Regions from separate parts of the Mus musculus genome. Here region 2 is linked to region 1. The links are chromatin contacts, called in public HiChIP or PLAC-seq maps. All regions are on one chromosome and are shown on one strand. The core of a region is the stretch at or near the end of the contact, and the rest is flanking DNA. Distances in the headings are between cores, read along the strand shown.

Region 1 (6,361 bases), core at 1,338-3,837:
GTGAGCCACCATGTGGCCGCTGGGATTTGAACTCAGGATCTTCAGAAGAGCAGTCGGTGCTCTTAACCACTGAGCCATCTCTCCAGCCCGGTATCATACTTTTAAACCAATGTCCACACTTACCATGTTCTGGGGCTCTCTTACACTACTACTGCCTATACACTAAACATATTAGTGAAACAAAACAAAACAAAACAAAACCCAAAGCTATAACAAATAACAAGCCCCAGGCAAACAAACAATCCCAAATACTCTTCATATATATTCTTCAAACTTGGTTTTAGGAAATTAATTTCACAGTCTTTATTTAGGAGGAGGAATAATTGAAACAAGCAATCAGGGACCAGGGAGCTGGCTAACTGGGTAAAAGCGTTTGCTGTGCAGTTAGAGGCAGGAGAATCTCGGAGAGCTTGTGAGAGACTAGCCTGCTGTACGCATCAGGAAAACAATGGAGATCCTCCTCAGATGAGATGGAAGAAGGTTGTCCTCTGACCTCCATACACATACTGTGGCATGGACACTTACTGATACACTCTCACACACACTTGCATGTCTTGTATAAATTTGTTTCTCACATTTCTCCTCAGTTTTGACTTTCTTGTAGTTTTCTGGACTGAGGGAAAACTTTAAATGTAGCAACTCCAGGACCAACACAGGAAGACTCTAGCCAGTCTATCAGCCAGAGGAGTCACCATGAATACAAAGAGCTTTGTTTTCATGCTAGACTTGACTATTTCCACCAGCTCTGCAAATGACCAACAAAATATGTTCTCAGCATGGAGTGGAATATTGTGACTTTAAAATGAAGGTCTAGATTGCAATATGTTTTCCATAACTGAAAAACTAAGTCTCTTTTTATTTTCGTCTTGCTTGTTTATAAAATAAGGCTGCAACACTGGCTTTAATTTGAACTATTTTTTTTTTAAATCTAACTACAGTCTTAGCTTGTAGCTTGGTGAAGTAGTTTGGGATTAAATGGACTTGACACTAAAGCCAGCTTTGTGGGTGGCTTAATGGTTGAGTCTGGTGGTGCACATTGGAAATCCCAGAATTTGGAAGTCAAAACATCAGGATCAGGAATTCAAGGCCATTCCTGACTACATATCGATCCTGAAGCCAGGCTATGTGAGACCCTGATTTATTTGCTTATAGGAACAACAAAACTGTTTTTGAGACAGGGACTCATTCTGTAGCTCAGACTATCTTATAGCTGGTAATGCACCTGTTTCAACACCCTGAGCGCCTGTGCCCCCATGCCTAGAGAACCTATAGATTTTCAAAATAGTTCTTTCTGTATCAAAATGAAAATGAAGCACGTATGGGAAACACTTGTCGATTTGCATGCTTACATAGTTCTGTGTAGCAACTACAGTTTAGTGTTGCGTAAACGACTGCTCACGAATCCAATTTCAAGCAAAAACCTACCCCGTATCTCTTCTGTAACGGCTAGGGTATAGGATTACCTCACAAACACTTTAGAAGACAGATGAAATCTGAATCGACAGGATATTTTCCACTAGGCCTGTTGATTTATTCACTGAGAAGACTATAGATTTACAGGTTTTCACTTGTTCCAAGAAAATCAGCTTTGTTGGTGATAGGGTAGATTAAAAAAAAAAGGATTGATTTATTTTATACGTATATGTGTGCTTGCATGAATTTATGTGTGCCACATTTGAGCAAGTGCCCACAGAGGCCAAAAGAGGCATCAGATGCCCTGCAGCTGGAGTTATTGGCCATTATGAGCTGGAACTAAATCCAGGTCCTTAGTGAAAGCAGCCAGTGCTCTTAATTGTAGAACCATCTCTCCAGTTCTGTGGCAAGGTAAATTTGGACATTTTTGCTTTTGCTTATAGTCCATTGCTTATAATTGATGTAAGTAAAAGTGCTATATATTCGAGGTTGACCTTGACTTATGATCCTCCTGCCTCCACCACACCAGGGCGTGCCAGCCACACCCAGTTTATGTGGTGCTGAAGGGGAGAAGCAATTTCAACAAGTTGTCCTCTGACCTTCATACACGTGCCAGGACATCCCCCTCCCTGGAGGACAAATAAATAAATGTAAAACAACAACAACAACAACAACAACAACAACAACAACAAAACCAAAAACCAACCAACAACAGATGTAAACTGGCTACCTTCAAGAAAAATGTGTTCCCCTAAACGTTTTTTCACACTTAAAAAATACCGTATCCATGACGCCTTTAATGCCAGCACCCAGGAGGCTGAGGCATGAGGATCTCTGTGAGTTAGAGGCCAACCTGGTGTACATAGTGAACCCCTATCCAAACAAACAAACAAACAAACAAACAAAAGAAAAGAAACAACACCCCCCCCACCCCAATCCATTGTTACATTTCTCTTGAAATTCGTGGTCTTCGCCTTTAGCCATGACAGCCAGCTGAGAGCTGATATAATTGAAAACACTCCAGCCCAATAAACACGAGGGAACTGGTTCCACACGGACCTATCAGAGAGGGACTGGGCACTGCAGGTTTTTCTTCTGGGTCAGTTTCGAGCTCTTCCGGGCCGCCGGCTAGCGAGGCGGAAGTGCGGTGTTCCCTAAGGCTGCTGCCTCGGAGCGGGCGGAGGGGAGCCTCCCGAAACGGGGGCCGGGCCGGGATGGCGGCAGCCGCGGCCGGGCCGGGTGCTTGGGCGGCCCAGGAGAAGCAGTTCCCGCCAGCGCTGCTGAGCTTCTTCATCTACAACCCCCGTTTCGGGCCGCGCGAGGGAGAGGTAAGCCGAAGGGGCCGCGAGCCTGCTCCGTGCCCGGCCCCTGATGCCGCAGCCCGTCCTGGCAACGGAGGTCCCAGGTTAATCCCTCCGCCCGGCTTGAAAGTCTTTCCCATCGCGTCAGGTCTGGGCAATTAAGATCGAACTTGACTCCTCTCTTGGAATCTTCGATTGCAAAGGTGGAGCCAGATTGGTAGGACAGAGCTCCCAAAAGAGGGAAAATGAAACAAAACTAAAAACTTGGAGGCGCTTCACAAAGTTAATTTTTTCTTTTTTCTTGTTTTCCCCAAAATTGATGTTTTGTTTTCTGGAAATGTTACTGTTACTTTATTTTTCCTTCCGGCTAACTAAAATCTCATTGTGTTTTAACACATTTCTATCCACTAAACTGTTTGGTTGATATCTATGCTGGTTCCAGCTTGTGGCTAATGTCATTAATGTAGCAATAAAGATTTATGTGCAAGCATTTCTGTGATGGTAGGAGTTAAGAGTGCTTTAGGTGTATATTCAGGTATCATAGTCGAACTCTAGTAGAATCATTCTATCTAGGGTAAACATTAGAATGAAATAGTTTTTCACTGTGTCTAGGATAAACGTTGGAAAAAAATGGAACGCTTCACGAATTTGAGTGTCATCCTTGCACAGGGGCCATGCTAATCTCTGTATCATTCCAATTTTAGTATATGTGCTGCCGAAGGGAGCACCCAAAATCGAAGTTATAAGCGTTTTTTTTTACTCCGAGTTGACAGTGGCAACTTCCTCAAAACATGCCTAGAACTGTGTTTTGTTGCAAGCAGATCAAAGCCCTATTTAGGGGCTGGTGAGATGGCTCAGTGGGTAAGAGCACCCGACTGCTCTTCTGAAGGTCCGAAGTTCAAATCCCAGCAACCACATGGTGGCTCACAACCACCCGTAATGAGATCTGATGCCCTCTTCTGGTGTGTCTGAAGACAGCTACAGTGTACTTACATATAATAAATAAATAAATAAATAAATAAATAAATAAGTACTTACATATAATAAATAAATAAATAAATAAATAAATAAATCTTAAAAAAAAAAAGCCCTATTTAGAGGCTGTCAGCCCAAGTGCTCCCGAACCAACTTGGTGCAATTGTGGATCCTGTATTCTTGTACACGCGCACACCTGCATCTTCCTTGTGAGGGTTTCTGACACATGGGAAGAAATCTGAGACTTTCATCTTGTCCTACTGATGAGATGTGATTTGGTGAATATCACAATTACCTCTTACACTGATGGCTTGCAGTAGTTACAAAATCACAATGAATTTTGTTTTTTGGAGGTGCTTTTTGTTTTTTGTTTTTTCCCATCAATACAGGGTTTCTCTGTGTAGCCCTGGCTGTCCTGGAACTCACTCTGTAGACCAGGCTGGCCTCCAACTCAGAGACTCTCCTATCTCTGCCTCCAGAGTGCTGGGATTCGTGACGTGTGCCACCAGACCCAACCATTCCTGGTTTTCTAAAGACATTTTTAGGTGTTGTCCTTAGCCTCTATGATCGGAGAGTTGGATGTTAAACTCAACACTTTCAGAGTTAAGATGAATAAATCCTGACATTAATGCTGTGTTTCTGTTTTCTTTCTGTGTTAGGAAGAAAATAAAATTCTGTTTTACCATCCAAATGAAGTAGAAAAGAATGAAAAAATTAGAAATGTTGGATTATGTGAAGCAATTGTACAGTTTACAAGGTAATAGTTTACATATATTTTTTGTTTGTAAAGACTGGTGAATTCTTTCAATTTACACCATATTTAAACCATGTTTTTAAAACTTTTTTCCCACTAGGACTTTTAGCCCATCGAAACCTGCAAAATCTTTACACACACAGAAGAACAGACAGTTCTTCAATGAACCAGAAGAAAATTTCTGGATGGTTATGGTATTTATATACTCAGTAACAGTTCACAGTAACAGCTCTGGGGCTCTTATTCTTAGGAAACACTGAAATTGGTTGCAATTTCAAAATCAAAATGGTTATTAAGATTGGGGCTAAATTTTAAGAAACGTTCTGGCCAGGCAATGGTGATGCATACCTTTGATTCCAGCACTCAGGAGGCAGAGGTAAGTGGATCTCTATGACTTCCAGGCCAGCCTGGTCTGCAGAGCCAACTCCAGGACAGCCAGGGGTAGACTGAGAAACCCTGTTTCAAAAAAAAAAAACAAACCAAACCAAACCAAACAAACAGGAAGAAAGAAAGAAAAAAAACTTTATGCCTACAAATGGAGCTCAATAGTAGAACGCCTGCCTGGGTTTTTGAATAGACACCACAAACAAAAGAAATTTTATGTCTAGTATAACACGTTCAATAATTTTTGGGTATTTATGTGTGATAGAGGGGATGGAAATGACGATTGTGTGCCTTATGTATGGCAACCTTGAATGCCATTCCTCAGGAGTCCATCTGGATTTCTGAGCAAGATATCTCACAGAAGTCTGAGAGAGCCAATTATGGTTGCCTAGTTGGTCAGCAAGCTCCAGGAATCCATGTCTCTGACTCCCTAATGCTAGGATTGTGCTACCATACCCACATTTGTTTGTTTGTTTGTTGGCAGGATCTCACTGTATAGCCCTGGCTGGCCTGGAACTCTCTTTGTAGATCCACCTATTTCTGTCTCCTGGGTGCTAGAAATCTAATTCAAGCCCTTGTGTCATCTCCCAGTCCTCCTGATAATTTATTTATCTATATTTTTTGTTTTTATTTTATTTATTTGTTTTGGCTGGGGGCTTGGGGGGATGTGGAAGGCAACTTGAGAGCGTTCTCTACTCCCACCGTGTTGATCCTAGGTATTGAACTCCAGGTCATCAGCCTGGCAGACAGACGAAAGCCTTTACCTGAGGAGCCATCTTTCTTTTTGTTTGTTTTGTTTTGTGAGATAATGTTTCTCTGTGTAGTCCTGGCAGTCCTGGAATTCTCCCTGTAGACCAGGCAGGCCTTAAACTCAGATCTTTCTGCCAATTGCTGGGATCACATGTGTGCATCTGGCTGGCACTTGTTTATATATTTTATTGCTAGAGTTAGAACCCAAGCACGGCTGGGCAAACATTCTACTATTGAGCGATATTCCCAGTCCTACCCAGATTTTTAAAATTAAAAGAAGGTTTAAAACATCCGGTCACATCATTATTAATTTCTGTTTATCAAACTTCATAGGTTGTTCGGAATCCTATCATCGAGAAGCAAAGTAAAGATGGCAAGGCGGTAGTGGAGTACCAAGAGGAGGAGCTGTTGGTAATGTGCAGTTTCTTATCCTGTGCTCTTAGGATGCTCCTGGAGATGTCACATAACATGCATTTAACCTAAGTAGCTTTAGGAGCCTTCTTGGGCTTCATAGAAAGGTTTTATGTTTATTGCTTACTTTCACATAATCCTCTAAAAATACTTCAGTGCCTGTCTTATTGATACCTTCCACTGGTCACCTGTGTATAATATAAAGCCCTTCTAAAAGAGGCTTATTGGTTTGTAAATTTGAATTTAAATACCTGTGATTTCAGCGTACAGCTACCGTAGGACCAAGTTTATAGTAATCATGAGCCTTGGCCAAGAGTGGTCCTGTTGCTGTGCCTGGGGCCCGGTGAGATGCCTGCTGTTTTCTTGTTTGTAG
Region 2 (6,361 bases), core at 2,230-4,729, 210 kb before region 1:
ACAAATACAGATACAGTAGCACATGCCTGTAATCTCAGGGCTCTTAACAGAGCTGGGTGGTGGACAGAGTAGAATCCTCAAAGCCAGCTAGCCTGGTGTCCAAAGTACAGAATAAGAAATTGTGCCTCGGGCTGGAGAGATGGCTCAATGGTTAAGAGCACTGACTGCTCTTCCACAGGTCCTGAGTTCAATTCCCAGCAACCACATGGTGGCGCACAACCATCTGTAATGGGATCTGATGCCATCTTCTGGTGTGTCGGAAGACAGCGACAGTGTACTTACATATACATTAAATGATACTTAAAAAAAAAAAAAAAAAAAGAATCAAACTGCTGTCACCAGAGCAAGCTAAGTGAATTCACAGAACTGAATGGTAACTAGTGCGTCTAAGTACACTGGGGACCTCAGCTATGGAGTGCAACCTTTGTCTCCTATAGAGTAGTTTTTGTTAGGTAATCAACCTGGGGGTTCCTCCTCCCATCCCTAACCCGACCACAGCAGTTCCCCCCTAACTTCATTAGCCCTCTTTATTGGCCCAGCTCAGACCCTTAGGGCTGCACGCCATCTTCCCTGCCTTCTCTTATCCATTCCTTCTTCCCACTGCACCTTCTCAGCTCCCGGAGAGAAGATCTCTTGGCCAATTCGCTTAAATCGCTGTGGTTACCATTTCTTCTAGGCTCCGCCCCATTTCTAGGCTCCGCCCCATTTCTTCTAGGCTCCGCCCGCAGTTACCTGACGACAGCTTCCTCGCTCTCTTACTCTCTCTGCCTCTTTCCCCTCTCTGACCCCTCTCTCCCTCTCCCTGTCTCTCCTCCCTTCTCAACTCCCACCCCATGCCCCTAAATAAACTCTATTCTATACAATACCTCAGGGGAAGGGCTGCCTCAGAGGATGGGCCCACCGAGGTATCCCTCCCACCTCACCATACCTAGCTCTACAAAACGTGTCCTGGCTCCTTTTATAATACACAACAGCTGTGCTAATACAGATTAGAACCTGTAAACGTCTGTACTTTCCTCGCCACACTTGAGGGGCTTTGTAATGAGATCGGGAGGTCCCTGTGCTCCTTAGGCACCACAAGGGACTATGGCCCACTGCTGTTTGTATTCTAGAGGTTTTGTGGCATTATTATTATTATTATTATTGTTGTTGTTGTTATTATTATTATTATTGGAAACAAAAACAAGAACCAAGCCGGGCGTGGTGGTGCATGCCTTTAATCCCAGCACTTGGGAGGCAGAGGCAGCCTGGTCTACAAAGTGAGAAGTGAGTTCCAGGACTGCCAGGGCTACACAGAGAAACCCTGTCTCAGGGGGAAAAAAATACTCCCGAGGCACAGGCAGGCAGATCTCTGAGCTTGGAATCGGCTTGGTCTACATAGCCAGTTCCAGAACAGTCAAGGCTACATACTGAAATCCTGTCTCAAAACAACAAAACTAAAATTCCCTTTTCACTTCAGGGCATCTTGCTTACATTTACATCCGTTGATGAACTAGCATCTGTAGGCAGTGTCCTCCCCCCCCCCCCACCCCCCCCCCACCCCCGGCAAGGAGAGAGGGACAGACACACTTCTGATTTCAGTTTTATTTGTTCTGTGTGGTTTGCGTGTTGTCACGTATATACAAGGGCGTGTGACCATCTAGAGGCCAGAGCGGAAGGCTGTAGTTTGGCTCATACTTCAAGAGTCCAGCCCATCCTGGTGGGGAAGGCAAAGTGGCTCTGTCAATTCTGGGAGAGGCTGGTGAGCCCTGTATTTTTTCTAAACCATTTCTGGAACTCTTCATTAGGCAATGCACAGTGATGGCCAAGTGACCCAAACCTGATTAGACAGAAAAGCTAAGAAGGGAGAAGAGCTAGGTGACAGAACACGGGCAAGGCCCCGCTTCGATCCCCAGCACTGCAAGCAAAGACCAAACAGCATGCTCGTACCACACACCTTCCTTCACCCCAGATATAGCAAAACATCAAGTGTCATGATACAGCCTAGAATCTCGGCACTCAGGAGGCTGAGGAAGGAAGGTTGCAAGTTCAAGGCTAACCTGAGCTACATCGTGAATTCCATCCCAGCTTGAGTAATTCAGTGAGACCCTGTGTCAAACCAACCAACCAACCAGGCAAGTCAGCAAGATGGCTCAGAGGGTAAAGACACTCACCTGAAAACCTGAACTCAATTGAATATGGATTCTCGCTTCACAATAGAACTAGACAACCAATTCCAATAAGTTGTCCTCTGACCAAAGACAGAGAGACAGACACACATACACTAAATAAATGTTGTAAGGAGAGAAAAAAAAAAGACCCCCTAAAACTAACGAGGGGCTGGAGAGATGGCTCAGACATTAAGAACACCTGCTCTGCAGTGAGGACCAGAATCAGATCCAGCGTCCTCTTAACACACCAGGTGTCCCTGCAAATGACTTAACCTTAACCCCAAGGTGAGCAGAAACCAGGGGGTGTCAGGGGGTTGCTGGATTCCAGCCTAATGAAGACAGTAGGCAACCTTGCCTCAGAACAGGCAGAATAGCAGCAGAGAGCACCCGGTGGATGCCCTCTTCAGGCCTGTGTGGGTTATATACAGGTACACACACCCCTACACACAACACATACATCTGCTTATACTCTCACACATAAACAAATCAAAATCTAAAACACACTAATTAAAAAAAATAATACAGAATTTACCGGTGAGGTGGCTCAGTAGGTAAAGGCTGAGAAGCCTGAAGTACTGAGTTCGAACCCTGGGACCCACACGGTGGTAGGAAAAAAACCAACTTTAGAAAGCTGTCCTCTGATCTCTGCACCTAGCGCATTGCGCACGTGCACACAGGAACACACATACAAATAAATATTTTTTTAAAAACTAAAAAGTTAATAAGAGGCTAGAGAGATGGCTCAGCAGTTAAGAGCACTAACCCGGGGACCCGGTGTCAATACCCAGCATCCACATGGGAGCTCACAACTGTGACTCCAGTACCAGGGGATCTGACAACGTCACACGGACATGAATGCAGGCAAAAGAAGGCAAACTGCACAAGGCACATAAGAATAAATAAATCTTTAAACAAGAAATGAAGAATTAGAAATGACGACTATCCTTTCTTATGAAGGCTGGAAAACAGACTCCTGTGTCAACTAAAGAAATCCAACCCTGAAAAAACCTGACTCCGCTTCGGGAGCGGTGCAGGCCGGTGTAGACGAGAAGTGCTTCAGGCAAGAAGGAGGGACGTGCCGGAGAAGGTTGGAGCGCAGGAAGCAGGCATGTGAGGACGCGCTGGGACCCGCGGAGTCCTGAGAGGGGACGTAGCAACCCGCTCCTTTCCTCCCGACTAGCACAGAGCGCCGCTGGCTAGCGGGACCCGGCGCGACCTCGAGAGTGCGCACGCGCGCCACCCCGAGCCGGAGAAATTGCGGCTGAGCGCAGCAGCCAATCGTGAGCTTCCAGGCAGTTGCGTCACTCCGAATCTGGCCGATCAACGCTGAGTTGATTATTGCTTCCGGCCCGCCCTCTAGCCTGAGGCCGGGGGAGGGCCGGACTGTAGCTAAAACCGAGGAGTACAGAAGCCTCCGCTGGGAACCCGCCCCACCGGGCGTGGGCACAGGTAAGTGCGGCGCGATGTCCCCGTAACATCGGTGACAAGGGCCGTGGAGACTCCGATCGATGTTATTTGGGTGGCACAGAGCAGAGGTGCTCCCAGTTTTCCGATCCCTCTCCTCCATTGGCTGCGTTAACTGGGACGATCGAGGGAGGGAGAGGGGACTGTACTTGTGTTCTCTGCTGCACACCTACAGGGCACCACCCCTACCCCTGCTTTGGAACCCCTAAATGTCTGCTCGTGAACCCGCTTCATAGCATGACCCCCATTGCAGCCTTTGCAGCCTTAGGACTGCAGAGATTTGAAGACGCCGATCGCCGAGCCTGCATGATTTTAGAGAAATGGAACATCCAGGAGCCTGTCTGTAGCCTTTCTTCTCCCTTGACGTTGGGAGCAAATCTGCTTGCTTTAGGATTAGTGTAGGCAGATGGTCACAGCCCTACAGCTCCGACATATGCTCCTGGTGACAGTGCAGGGGACCCACCTGTCGCCCAAGTGCAGGAACTGGGATCAAAGCCAGGTCGCTTCCTGCCGGCTGGGGCTGGGCCCGACTCTATTTACTCTCCAGGAAGGGCCCCCACTCCCATACAAGCTCTGATATTTCCTGTCTTCTTTTTTAACCCTAACATCACCTTGGAGTGGTCCCTGCGCTTGGCAGCCAGGAAACAACTTTAATAGCCAGTGCACATCAGACAGGAGTGAGGGTGTAATAGAAAAACCAGAAGAAGTCTTGCAGCCTGAAGACAGATTCCGCAGAAGTAAACGTTTTGTGGCTTCTGTGTGCTGTGTTGTGGCCTCAAGAGCATCTACTGCCCACTGCTTGCTCTGCTTTTTGTTTGTTTGTTTGTTTGTTTGTTTGTTTTTATGTATATGAGTACACTGTAGCTGTACAGATGGTTGTGAGCCACCATGTGGTTGCTGGGATTTTGAATTCAGGACCTTCGGAAGAGCAGTCAGTGCTCTTAACCACTGAGCCATTTCTCCAGCCCTGTTTTCTTGTTGTTGCTGTTGTTTTTGTTTTTAATTTCTTTGTGTGTGCAGATGCACAAGCGGCTGTGGAAGTCAGAGGTCAACCTGCACCATCCACTTTGTTTTTTTAAAGCTGGGATTTCTCACTAGCCCGGGGCCCACTAATTAGGCTAGGCTAACCAACCAGGAAACCCCAGGGATCCATCCACCTCTTCAGCTCTAGGGTTATAAGCAAGTGCCATTGTGGCTCACTTACAAGTATTTTTACAGTTTAGTGTGTGTGTTTTGCGTGTGTGCGCACACGCATGCGTGCGTGGCTCATGGGTGGAGATAAGAAGACAGCTTGCTGGAATGTGTGCTCTCCTTCCATCAGGTGGATCCCAGGGACCGAACTTAGGTTGATCAGCTCCGCAGCCACTATCTTCACCCGATCAGCCATGTAGCTGACCATGCCCCCATACTCACTTAAAAAGAAAAACAACAACAAAAAACATGGGTTAAACTTGGGTCCTCCTTCTTACAATGCAAGCACTTTACCAACTGAGCCATCTTCCCATACCTCTTTGTGGGTTTTTGTTTTTGTTTTGAGAGAAGGGCTGACTACGTAGGCCAGTCTGGCCTGGACTTGGAGCAACCCTGCTTTGACCTTACAGGTGCTGAGATTACAGGCACAGGCCCCTACATCAGGCTATTTTTTGGTCTCTGAAAGGATCTGTGAATAAACTGACCCAGAACAGCAGGTGGCTTTTGTGGTGGTGAGCCTTTTGAACCCAATGACGGAAGGGCCACGTTACATTTGTTTTCAGAGGTTCATGGTAAAGCAGAGATTGCTTCTATGGGATATGTTCTCTCTCTCTCCCTTCGCTTCTGCGAAACAAAGATATCTCAGATTCCCTGAATCACAAGATCCACACACCCAATTTCAAGAGTCCTGTGACCCAGTAACCCAAGTCAGGTTGCATGGTGATCTCACAGGAAGTGGTGTGTGACATCCTGTGGAGGCAGAAAGGAGCTGTGGTTAAATGCCAAGATGTTTACCCTGGGTGGCCTTTAGGTCACATGTGCCTGATGCCCGAGTCCCCACTTGGAAGGGAGTTTATAAACACACCCCATAAACCCCCCTTTCTCTCTAGCGTTCCTTCCACTAACTGCCCAGAAGGCTCAATTATGTCTGAAAGAAAATTACTGCTTAGTCATTTATTGGAAGGAAAGTGTTTCAAATCCATCTTTACCTCTTGAGCTCAACCTTCAGGCACAGCTTGACTTAATTGATTGTTTTTACCTTGAACTGTGTCTTGGCTTTGGAAGAGACATTGCGATGGAATCTTACTATGTAGCCTCCACTGGCCTTCAATCCCTCCTATTTTTGCACCGGTCATGCTGGAACTACAGGCGCGTGATGAATGAAAATAAGAAATAGAAGGAAAAAATCTGACCTGTCCTAGGTATGGTGGAGGAGGTTTATTATGGGTATGTGAGAGAACATAGCTAGAGACATCTGGGAGACTCCAGAGTGGACAAGACCCTGAGCCATGAGGGGAAAGGAGAGAGGAAATGGGAACTGGGTTTAGCAGCCAGGAGGGCCCAAAGTTACAAAGAGGGCAGGCGGGCAAGCAAAATGGTTGGACTATATAGGAAAGTTTAGGGTAGAGGGTGGGATATGCCAGCCAGGAGGGTCTTGTAATACGGAGGGACTGAGGCATGCTGGGAGAACCTGGCAGCCAGTGTTGCTTTGATATCTTAAATAGGCACCTCAGCCATTTGTTTCAGGTTTAAAGCCTGATGTTGTTTGTTTGTTT

The links. HiChIP or PLAC-seq counts read pairs in DNA pulled down with a chosen protein or histone mark.
Region 2: a contact with region 1 is called in an H3K4me3 HiChIP or PLAC-seq map of the 230-238 cell line, with 26 read pairs. The contact joins the promoter of Tecpr1 here to the promoter of Ccz1 in region 1. A contact is called at or near these places in 9 of 39 promoter capture datasets (the 3T3-L1 cell line, 3T3-L1-derived adipocytes, the C10 cell line and 5 more), 1 of 484 Hi-C or Micro-C datasets (forebrain), 13 of 115 datasets of contacts at active chromatin or transcription factors (the 230-238 cell line, the SCID.adh cell line, bone marrow-derived macrophages and 6 more) and 4 of 9 other capture datasets (adipose tissue, embryonic stem cells, liver and 1 more).

Annotation. Positions count from the first base shown.
Region 1 is chr5:144,011,079-144,017,439 of GRCm38.p6, reverse strand. It overlaps Ccz1 (CCZ1 vacuolar protein trafficking and biogenesis associated), which reads left to right and starts at 2,587. Exons shown (of 15, transcript NM_177682.3): 1 at 2,587-2,741; 2 at 4,349-4,446; 3 at 4,544-4,637; 4 at 5,911-5,988. The coding sequence starts at 2,628. Gm24311 (a small nuclear RNA gene) reads right to left here and starts at 3,442; the gene lies at 3,339-3,442. Gm33427 (a long non-coding RNA gene) reads right to left here and starts at 2,281. Exons shown (of 2, transcript XR_377194.2): 1 at 1,464-2,281; 2 at 279-745.
Region 2 is chr5:144,220,733-144,227,093 of GRCm38.p6, reverse strand. It overlaps Tecpr1 (tectonin beta-propeller repeat containing 1), which reads left to right and starts at 3,479. Exons shown (of 25, transcript NM_027410.2): 1 at 3,479-3,599.